Linked DNA regions of Capsicum annuum: region 1 is linked to region 2. A link is a contact called in public Hi-C data. All regions are on one chromosome and are shown on one strand. The core of a region is the stretch at or near the end of the contact, and the rest is flanking DNA. Distances in the headings are between cores, read along the strand shown.

Region 1 (6,018 bases), core at 2,041-4,540, 160 kb before region 2:
AAGAGACTAGTATCCCTACTTTGAAGTAGGAAGTAGTGAATATGGATTTCATCACAGGGTTGCCTCGTACAAGACATCAGTATGACTCAATTTGGGTTATAGTAGATTAAATGACTAAGTAAGCCCATTTCCTACCTGTCTAGATTTCAGACATAGCAGCGGATTATGCTCAAATGTATATCCGCAGTCAGTAAGGCTTTATGGGATACTTTTATCCATTATTGTAGACAGAGGCACACAATTCACTTTGCAGTTTTGACAATCTTTTTAAAAAGGCCTTGGTAAAAGGATAAGCTTAGGACTACTTTACATCCGTAGACTGATGGTCAGGCTGAATGCACAATTTAGACACTACAAGACATATTGAGGTCGCGTGTTTTAGATTTAAAAGTAAGTTAGGACAACCACTCTATTGATTGAGTTTGCTTATAATGACATTATCATGCTAGCATTCAGATAGCTCCATTTGAAGCACTATATGGGCGTAGGTGTAGATCACCCATAGGATGATTTGAGGTTGGAAAAGTGGCATTGATTGAGATGAATTCTATTCTTGAAGATATGACTAAGGTTCAATTGATTCGTGAAAGGTTGAATACTTCTCAAGGTCATCAGAATTTGTATGCTAATGTGAGAAGAAAAGAACTCGAGTTTGAATTAGGAGATTGGGTATTCCTGAAAGTGTCACCTATGAAAGGAATAATGAGATTTGGAAAGAAAGGGAAGTTGAGTCCGCAGTTCATTAGTTTATATGAGATAGTGAAGTGTATTGGAGAGGTGGCTTATGAATTGAATCTTCCATCTGAGTTAGTTATGGTTCATCCCGTGTTTCATGTTTTGATTCTCAAGAAGTGCATTAGAAATCCTTTCTTAATAGTTCTTCTAGGGAGTATTGGGGTCAAGGATAACTGTCATATGAGAAGATTCCGATTGAGATACTTGATAGGCAGTTCCAAAGGCTAAGAAATTAGGAGGTAGCATCTGTGAAATTTCTCTAGAAGCCAGTCAGTTGAAGGGTCCACTTGGGAAGTTGAATTAGACGTGGCGTCCAAGTATCCTCATCTTTTTTCTTCCAACTCAGCTTCTACTGAAGGTAATAGTTATTTTCAGCCAAAACTCTCTTTATTTAAGTCTGTTTAAGTATTTTTGAGTCATATCATATGTGGTATGTGGTTGGATCCTTATGATAGATGTAAGATTGTTTAAAAGTTAGTTGTTAGTATGATTGATCCTTTTTCTAGTCCTAAGTGATGCCACATTCGAGGATGAATGTTTCCAAAGGGGGATATTGTAACACCCCGTCTATAAAAGTATTATGTCTATCATACGAATCATCATTTGAGTCATATGCACAACATATGAGTGGTATATTGATATCGTATCCAAAGTAGTATGGCATGGTGGGCAATCTGTTAAAGGTACGACTTTGACACTAGGACTTGTCAAGAAGGGTACGAGTCATATGAGTCCAAGTCGTAAGAACATCAATGAAAACTCCTTGAGAATCTGTCCAAGATACGAGTGGGGGGTTAAGAGTCGTATGATCAAGATATTAAACTCGTAGGTTGATCAGTGTGTACCATCCTAGAGACTGCCAAGCTTATGAGTCGTGGAGGCTAGTCGTACCATTGCATAAGTCGTATGGTAGACTCTCAAGAACGAGATTAGGGTTTCTTCTCAAGATCTTCTCTCAAGTCTCAAAGGTCAAGTTTATTTCACCAAGCCAAGAACTTCACGTTTATGTCTCCCTACTTTTTCTTGAAGATGTCCCCAGTGTAGAGTAGTTATTTCATAGCTCCAACTTGAGCCCTAACTATCTACCAACATGTTACAATATTTTATAGAATTTTAGGTAAACGAGAATACAAGACTAGTGCTTTACTCTATAGGGTTTTACCTAACTTCTTGACCATCACTGACTCAACTTTCTCTATCATTGGATTATCTCAGTTACCGTTGTTTTGAAGAATAACAGGTGTTCTTAAGGGTCGGTAGTACCATCGTATTAAGTGATATCCTGCATTTTAAAACTTTTGGGGATGGAGATGGTCACCGCACTAGCCTTGTACGACAAGCACCTTGGCAAAGCTCTTTGATTTCGGCCCCTTTTCTACGAGAGGAACTTTACGATATGATTTATGCAAGTGTAGAGCTCTGTGTTCTGAGCCTTCACTTTCCCTTAACTCTACCACTAACGATAGTGAAAGGGATGAGATTTCAAGTTCACCCTTGACTTCCTAGCTTTGCGTTCTTTAGATCTGTCTTCGAACTCCTTATCATCATTCTCCTCATTTTCTTTAGAAGAGTTTGGAGTTCCTTGGACTGGACAACACTAAAGCTTATCATTCTCCTATCTTGAGCTTTCACCCTTTTCCATCAGCTTCTTCTAGCCTTCAGTAAAGCTTTTAAGGACCTTTTGGAGGCTTTATAGATCAGACGCCCTACCTTTCGTTTCTTCCTTATTTTCGAGATAGTCCTTTTTTTGAGTGTACCCATTTGTCAAGTCCATGTTGAAGGGCGAATTGTCGTCACCATAGTTAGTCAAGCCCAGAGCCTCATTCCTTGCTACTTCCTGAGCCACAAACTTATCCTTAGTCTGCTCTTCGTTGTTGGCATGAGTTTAGCATTGATCTGCGAAACACAAAGCAAACAAGCTAACAAAGACCAAACTAGATTAAAGCCACATAATTACTCTGGCCCCACGGTGGGTGCCAAATTATTTACCATGGATTTGGTACAGTTAAACCTTATTTTAGATTCGATTTGTCAATGATCAGGTTACACATGATAAAAGGAAACAACTAATAACGAAAAGAACAAAATAAGTAAATAAGAAAACCAGTTTGAGAGAGCCAAAGTTGTTCATGCGAACAGTCGAGAGCTAAACCAAGTTGTCCGAGATGTTAAGGTGAACTATCAACAAATATCTAAATATGCAAAATACAAAGAAAAGCTTGGATACCAAATAAAATTGTTGTATTGATTCAGAGTATGAGGGAGAGGAATTTCCCTTACAAGTGAGTAAAGGCGTCTATTTATAGTTTGCAATCTTAGACACTGGGCAATCGCAATTCGCCAATAGCGCCCTAAAGAACTAAGACCAATGTAGGTTTTCAAAGTGTCCACTTTATTAGTGGGTTTGCTCATATGGAGCTTTGCTCTACATATACTCATGTGCACTTCTAGAGAGCCTGGCATGTTTGTTCCTACGTCTTGTCCCTTACATATACTACATATACTCATGCCCCCTATTTGTCTTCTCTTGCCTTTTTGCCTTCTTATGCCATGTCATTGATAGTGACGCTCCCCTACATATACTACATATACTCATGCCCCCTCTGTCTTCTCTTGCCTTCTTATGCCATGTCATTGATAGTGACGAGTGATCGTTGCCTTTATCCTTTACACGGGGACGCCTTTATTGTGAACTCCTCGAGGGAGCCCTTTGTAGTCGTAATGCCTGTTGTGGCGTAACACACCCAAGTTACTTAACCAAATTCTGCCACGTGAGCTAGTACTGATTTTACCCCATACAAGAACTTTATATTTTTTTGCCCTGACCAAGTATATATAATTAAAAAATCTACTAAACTAAAAATATTTAATGCGAATTTAGTCATTATATAATATATTAACTACGGATCACTACCGAAATCCATAAATTTCAAATGCTGAAACTGATACTTATAACTATGTCGGTGCCACGAGATTGACACTAGGAATCGATATCGAAACAATATCTGATATAATGTATTGTTCCTATTTGAAGTAATACTGACAAGCATTTGAGTCTACCATAAAGGTAACTACTTAATGCTTGTTTGGTAATTACAAATGCGTAAATTAAATTTAGAAGGTAACAATTTGTTTTAACAAAAAAATTAACAATAACTAAAAGAACGTCCATCAAGTTTAGTGACAAAGCTTCTGTTTTAGAAAATGGGATGATGAAGAATATTGCAGTGTGTCTCGAACTATTTGTATCATATTTCTATACCTTTCTCATCAACTGAATATTGAAATTCCAGTGAAGCTAAATCTTTAACCTGTGGAAATGACGAACCATTTCGATATTTCGAAAGAATGTTTGAATATGAATGGAGGATCCGTCTGAAGTCATAAAACATTACGAAACTGCCCTTTCGTTGCAGCCCCTGAAGTGTTGGCAATGAAACAGTGCGTGACATGCATCAAGTAAAAGCTATAATAATGAGTCTTTATAATGAGTCTTTTGAAACAAACCACTTCAAGACATTTCCTTGAGCATTCCAATGAAATTTCAAGTTAGTAATTATCATATGTAGAAGAAACGATGAGCGTCCACTATTTGGTGCTTAGCCTCACTGCACAACAAACACACATTTATACAACTGTAACCGTAACTCTTTCACAGAATGGATCGAGTAAGACCCCACCAAGTATCCTCTTCAAGATTCTGAATGTGATGTCCAATAGACAAGCCCGCTGAAATATGTGAAAAAGTAAACATTAAGTTGACATCCAAACCACAATTATTTTAGAAGGAACAGAAGCATGATCTCTTTTTTCTGATGGTCTCTGAAAGATGTGCATGTGCTTGCAGACACGAGTCCACAAGCTAGCAAGCAGAACTACATCACACAACTGAGCATAACTTAGATGTGATGCATTCTTTTTCATGTACAAAGCAGAGAATGGGTGACTATCGTTTGTTAGTCTTAAATGGGACAAGAAAAGACATAGAAAGCTACTTAGAATTTTAATTCGAGCATTAAACCCTAATTAGCAACATTTGATAAGAGAGGTGTACTAGATTGAACGAGACTAGCTAACCTACTTTGATATTCTTGGTAAGACACAGGTTCAAAACCATCGCTTTCTATTTTCTGCACCATTATGGCCAAAAATAAGTGTCATAAAGAAGCGGGAAGAGAGAAGACAAAGGGGACAGGTGGATGAACAAAAGAGCTCAACTAAAAAGCAGCAAAGCCTAAAAAATATAAATCAAATTACCTGATTAAGACAAACACACATTGCAGAACACCTGCAACTCCTGTCCAAGCTGAAGGACCAGATTTTCCTAGTGTGTCTTGTATCAATAGGCCAACTGATGCAGCCAAAGACACAAAGGATACAACATATGCAATAAATAGCCACAGCTTCAACCTGCATTGTCAACATGAAACAGTTGAGCAATCAATGTGATGAGGGAAGCAAATAGAATCACAAATCTATCAAAAGAAATAATATGCACAGGGACGACAATACCTATCCAGTATTAATAATCATTATGCCTCAGACGGAAGAAAAAATATGAAAGGATTTCGGAGCTCTTTCACAAGTGATAACAAATGCAAATTATGGTGATCAAGCATCATTCTGCTCATTCCTAAAGAATGAATTACTACTTAAGAGCTTGATGAAAACCCCTTCAGATGATAAGCCCAGGTGACCAAAATCATATTGCTCAAAAGAAGCAACAAAACCTCATAAAAACCGCCTCTATCCAAAACCATGACTCATGTCCATGAAATTATAGGGGTAACTTTGGGTTATACATGCTAAGTCCAAGTTCATCTACTCCATGAAAAAAAGGAAGTAAACAAATGACACATGCAGTCCTAAGGCTCAAACTAGGGGCACGTGTCCAATACAGGTGCGGATCTATAGGTCGGATCCTTCATCATCTAAATTTTAAGATCCGGGGATATGGATCCAAGAATGACTGCGGGAGCTAGGGATTCGACTTAAAATAATTCAAATATCTAAAATTAGAGTTATAAAATATGCCTAAATTATGGTGGACTATTTGGAAGGAAAGGAAATACGGGATGCATAAATTTTTGAGAGCAGGTTTGAATCTTGTAATAAAGTACAACCCGATCTCTTTACTGTTTTTTCAGTGCTGTTTGGCTATTGTAGATAATATAGAGGCCATATAGACTTCTTGAGTTCATTGCACTTTCAACAGCGATGTTGACTTTAAATATCTTTAAAGCACTTCCTGCTTGTGGACTTTTTAATACAAATATCTTTTAT
Region 2 (5,893 bases), core at 2,854-5,353:
GCTTGAAATCGTTGATGTTTGAATTGTTGATTCGTGTATAAATGTTTATTGGAAAATGATTTGATGAAATTGTCTTATGACTTTAAGTGTACTTGTAAACATGGTATATTGTGTTGTATGCTGAGAGGTTGTGTAGATGATATTGATAATACTTGTTTATATTTATGTTGGATTGGGTACCACGCCGGTACGTTTATATTTATGTTAGATCGCGTACCATGCCGGTATATTTATATTTATGTTGGATCGAGTACCACGCCGGTACTCTTATATTTTTATTGGATCGAGTACCACGCCGGTATATTTATATTTATGTTGGATCAGTACCACGCCGGTACGTTTATATTTATGTTGGGTCGGGTACCACACCGGTACGGTACATGAACATAGATTGTTCCCTGCAGGTCATGACTATTTGGGCAAAAATAAGTCCCATAGCATGTGTTTACATATTTATGTTGATTTTGTGGATATTTACCGTATGGTTGATACTGTTGATAGTTATGTGGCTTGTTTGTGAGCACTGTTGACCTGTTATTGTTGTATTGTTGATTCAATGAGAATTTGTTATTTGATGATGCCTATCTACTTATTTTTTCAATTATGTTGTGTACATTTTATTAAGTTGAGTTGGCCTATGATGCCTACCAGTACATAGTGGTTTGTACTGATACTATCATGTACTCTTCTTTTGTTGAGTGCAAAAAGTTTTTCAGAGGCTCAGACACGACCTCATCTCTAGAGTTGATAGAAAATCTTGATGCGAAGGGTGAGCATTCCGTCTTCAGGCTGTCACTGGTCATCTTTATTATTATTGTCCATCTTTCGGGCAATGAGACATTCCTAATTTACTTTTATTTAGAGATCTCTTTAGACATGATTTTGTTAGTAGTTCTTGTATGATGACTTTCGGATCTTGAGAATTTTAATAAGTATTTTATTTGACTTCCGCATTAATAACGATTAATCTTGAATTATTATTCTTATGTTGATTTTATGATATCATCATCTTAATATTGACTAAGTGATTGGGTAAAGGCTCCGTTTAGATGGTTCTCTAATAGGAATATTAGTGTGGGTGTCACTCATGGCCATTTGGGTCGTAACAGTTTAGTAGAAAGACGGATATTCCTTGCTCATTATCAGACAATCACTTATTCACAAACTTCGTGTGGGGAAAATAGTTTTCATTTCCCATCTCATGGAAAACCTCTTTCGCTCTGCTTAGCCTTATCGCCCTCTAGGGGTATTTTAGTGATAGGTTCTATAGGAACTGGACGATCCTATTTGGTCAAATACCTAGAGACTATAAAAATAAAAAGACATGTCATTATGATTGTAAGTATTGAGAAATTTGTGAATGATTGTCATTGGTCATATTGCTCATATAGATCCTATCATCTCGGTATTGAAAAATTCTCTATTACTGTAAAATACTCAAGGTCAAATACCTAGCGAGAAACTCCTATGTTCCTTTCGTTATGGTATTTCTGAACAAGTTCCTGATTAAGAAGTACTTCTTTTTACACTATTTCGGAAATCCAAGGACTCAATCGTATGGATATGTAAAATACAAGATTCCCAATCCTAGTAGAAAAGAGAGGGAAATGGATACTCAATTTAAAGTGAGTAAACAGAATTCCATACTCGATCTCATAAATACATATAGAATTTTGCAGAAAGTCGTATTCGATGAAAGTCGTATGTACAGCTTAGAGGAAGATCTTTCATATCTTTCGAGATCCACCCTACAATATAGGGTAAAAAAAGCCACAATAAGTGATTTTAGCCCTTATAAAAAATTAATTCTTGAACCCCTTTCACGCTCATGTTACGTCGAGGTATTGCAGAAAAAACAGCAAAATTCAATCCAATTTATCATAATCGATTAGTTAACATGTTGGTTAACCGTATTCTGAAACATGAAAAAAAATCATTGACTTATCAAATTATCTATCGGGCCGTGAAAAAGATTCAACAAAAGATAGAAACAAATTTACTATCCTTTTTACGTCAAGCAATACGTGGAGTAACTCTCGATATAACAGTAAAAGCAAGATGTGTAGGTGGATCGACTCATCAAGTTCCCATTGAAATAGGATCCACACAAGGAAAAGCACTTGTCATCCGTTGGTTATTAGTGGCATCCCGAAAATGTCTGGGTCTAAGTATGGCTTTCAAATTAAGTTCTGAATTAGTGGATGCTGCCAAAGGGAGTGGCGATACCATACGCAAAAAGGAAGAGACTCATAAAATGGCAGAGGCAAACAAAGCTTTTGCACATTTTCGTTAATCCATGAACAAGATCTATACATCTCGATCGAAAAAGAATCAAGAGAAAAAAAAAGAATTGAAATTGATCGATAGATTTTTTGAAACAAACGAAAAGAAAACGAAAGATGAAACATAAATCATGGATCAACTAAGCCCTCTCGGGGACTTTCTTAAAGAGGAACCTCGTGTAAATACCATGAAATAGGGTTTGATCCTATTCATGGAGATTCCGTAGCTATTTCAAAAATGAAAAGTTATCTTTCTTGCCCCCCGACCTACACAAATGGTTTCCCACATTTGAAAAAGTTTTGTTAGGTTCTTAGTAGCAATCGGCGACCCTTTCTTCTTTTACTTCACATAGCTTTTCGTCTCCTTGATAGCTGAAAGTTCTCCAAAAGTATGAAAGGCTGGAGGACTTTGTACCATCCATTCCGGTGTGGTTGGATTTTGTTCGAGAAAATACAAGACATCCAAGTCATACAAAATCGTAGTGTAACGTGTATCCTCCCCTGTTCCGGTCATGGAATAGATGAAATAAATCAAAAAATGAATTTTTGTTCAAGAATGAAATCTTATTGGAATGGTCCATATCCGGTTCATCCTTCAGGTGGAACTCCAGGTTGAGGAGTTATTCGAAATGTTGTCAATATATCAATATCCTTAGTTTGGTACTCAAGAAGGCCGTAACTATAACGGTCCTAAGATAGAGAAATTCCTTGTCGGGTAAGTTCCGACCCGCACGTCTATAAACAAAAAGGAAAAACGAAAATCTTTTTTTTTTTCCAAAAATTCTTCATTCCTGGGAAGAGGAAAAAGCAGATAAGACAAAGGCCTTCTCTTTCCATCAGCTCTTCACGAAGTGAGTGAATTGTATGTAGAGATCCGTAGAGACTTATAGTTTAATTGATTGAAATATACCACTTATAACAGTGATATTGTAGGTTCGAGCCTACTAAGCCTACCACCCCTTCTCTTCACCTGATACAATTCACCTGATACAAGACAGTCTTACTTCCATGGAGTGATAGAAAGCAAAATTGGAAAAAATTTGACATCTTTATATGAGCATCCAAGGAGGAGTGTAGCAAAATGGACAGAGGCCATGTGGCCTGTTATATAGCAAGCTTGTTAAGAAAGCTTCTTGCCAAGCTTCTTGCATAAGCCGGTAGGCATATTAAGGAAGCTTATTGCCAAACTTCCCGCAAAAAATTTGATAGCTTATATATATGCCCCTTTGACTTGTACGAAAAGAAGAAGATAAATGAATAATGAAAAAGGTGAAGAAATAATTACATAGCTGGGTATACCAACCTACTATTTATACAGTATATACTTTTTTGAGACGTATCGCTTAAATAAATGTTCGTCCAATGAGAATAAAGATAGGATTGCATTCTACGTAATAACATTTGGCCAAAGAACCTATGGACCTCAAACACCGTCTATCCCCGCCAAAGACTTGCTGCTTAACCAGCCCCTTTCCTTGGCGGTTCCAATCCTTTCCTTCCTCCCGTACTCAATAAGACGTTACAACTCTCATTCTTTTGACTAATCAATAGAATGAGACAATTACTCAAGAAGATAATTCAACAGGCTCAACAAGAAAAAATTGCTTCACAAGCGCTTGTTACATAGAAAGTCACGCTTGTCTTATAATTGTGAAACACGAATACTGCTTCAGAAAATTCACAATAGGTAAGGATCAAATTTCTGCTCCTACTCAAACAAGAGCACCAAAAGACGCATAACCATCATTAAATAAGTAATAAGCCCCATCGAAGACAAGATAATCTGTTGTAAAACTGATCTTTACCTGTGAACCCGTACCAATCATTGTTTCAGACCACTAGACCAAGAAGAAAGAAACAGGACCCAAAGAATGGAAAGGTTAGTAGTAGCATTAATAAACAGAACAAAATATTACAATAGCAGAATATAGCTAAGCACAAACTTGTCGAAAGTGTTTTAACAACCATCATCCACATTTAACGACGGTAGTTGACAGAACATCTCACCGGCAAATTCTCGGTAACCAATGAAACAATCAATAGAATTCACTCCAACAGAGACGCACTTTCTTTTAATAGACACAACTGACGAGAAACTGAAAATGAAACACAGGTATATTACTGTTGAAAAAAGAACATTAGAGTGTAGTTTCATAATAGCTGTTGGGATAAAAAGGATACGAAACGAAGGATCCAAGAATGCAATGCAACAACTCAAGCAAACAACTATGCGCTCAGACTGCGCAGAAAGGTGTGGCAATGCCAAGATCTACCAAATGAGAACAAAGAAAAAGTGCTAGATTTACACGACTGCAGCTGAAACTGCCACCTGAAACCACTACAAGAAAACGCAGGATCTGGGCATGATAAATTAAACTCATTGCTCTGCTCTAATTGCTTTCAATTAATATAGTAAGAATATTTACAATAACTTTACAAGGCTTTAGTAGGGAATACCTTCTAACTACTGTATACAATTACAAGAAGCAGAGCTATCGTCACCAACCAGCTCACAATAAACACCAATCATGGCAGAGCCATTCAAACCACTCCAAGATCAACTGTACAGTAAGCTCTGAATATACAATACTACCATCCTCGACCTAATCTCGATGGCTCCTGGAAAGACGCTTGTTGTCATCAACTTGTCTTTAAATAAGCCATCCTTCCCGATGGTTCAGATAAAAATGGTGTACCAGCAACAAAATGCCAGATACAGGTACCAAAATCCTACAATTACTGAGCTAACCTATCCATCAGGATCCAGCGGTTCTCCAGAACAATCGTCTGGAGCAGCTTCCTCCTCCTTGGGAAGGCACCGGATTGGGACATACACATACCCTTTAGGTAATCGCTGGTTCTTCATTGAGGCTTGATCTGAAGTCATTACCAGCTCTTTCTCAAAAGTTTCCATATGCTGTTTATGCAACAAACTTGTTAGGATTGAAATTCCAGCTAAAAATATGCATATCAATTATATAACCAATACATCCAACTAAAGCATGGATATTTCCCATTGTGAAGTATTTCATCCTAATAAATCAGATTGAACATAACTCTACCTTTCTGTATATCAATTGCTTGTCCCCGTGATCTGTAGAATAGGAAGAAGCTCTATATGGAATTTGCTTGCCAGAAAATGACACTCGTGCAGTTTTTTGTGTGACAGGGTTGGATGATGTAGAACTACCATCAGTCTTCTGATCATTGTCCATAGACACAGGAAACTTAATGAGCCGTTTTCCTGCTACAGAACTGTCTACCGATATGTCATCTGATCTTTGCATTATTTCACTGCCAGATTTACAGCCATCAGTGTAGCCTTTAATGGATGTCGTAGTAGCTGAATCTGAACTAACATCAGTCTGAAAGTATGGGTGTCGAGTCAGTGCAGATAAAACAGCATTGTCTCTACTTGAAGCCAGAATATCATGTGAGCAAAGGATCACTTCACGCTGCAAATCAAAAAACAATCCATCAGCCATAACACCAGAACCTATGAGCATAAAAGAAGAAGCTGACCCCTCCCCCTTCTCAATCATTGAATACGTACCACCATTTACCTACCAGGCAACACATACACCGAATAGCAGATAGTCGTTAATCTGCTA

The links. A called contact is a pair of places that touch in the nucleus more often than the background predicts.
Region 1: a Hi-C map of leaf shows a contact between it and region 2, with 2.3 times the contacts expected there. The contact joins two enhancer-like sites. A contact is called at or near these places in 2 of 5 Hi-C or Micro-C datasets (leaf and placenta).

What each region holds. Positions count from the first base shown.
Region 1 is chr4:74,742,898-74,748,915 of UCD10Xv1.1, reverse strand. It overlaps LOC107867897 (transmembrane protein 50 homolog), which reads right to left. Exons shown (of 4, transcript XM_016714369.2): 3 at 4,993-5,145; 4 at 4,196-4,464. The coding sequence ends at 4,428. Among protein-coding and RNA genes, the nearest start is that of LOC107867897, 20 kb to the right of the region's middle. Within about 2 kb of position 3,290, at least 4 of the 5 cell types and tissues checked have an H3K27ac peak or open chromatin away from gene starts, as enhancers often do. A contact at or near this core is called in leaf, where this site is marked.
Region 2 is chr4:74,580,056-74,585,948 of UCD10Xv1.1, reverse strand. It overlaps LOC107867898, which reads right to left. Exons shown (of 19, transcript XM_016714373.2): 18 at 5,345-5,737; 19 at 4,669-5,199. The coding sequence ends at 5,032. It overlaps LOC107869680 (a long non-coding RNA gene), which reads left to right. Exons shown (of 3, transcript XR_001673899.2): 3 at 709-974. Among protein-coding and RNA genes, the nearest start is that of LOC107869680, 3.7 kb to the left of the region's middle. Within about 2 kb of position 4,103, at least 4 of the 5 cell types and tissues checked have an H3K27ac peak or open chromatin away from gene starts, as enhancers often do. A contact at or near this core is called in leaf, where this site is marked.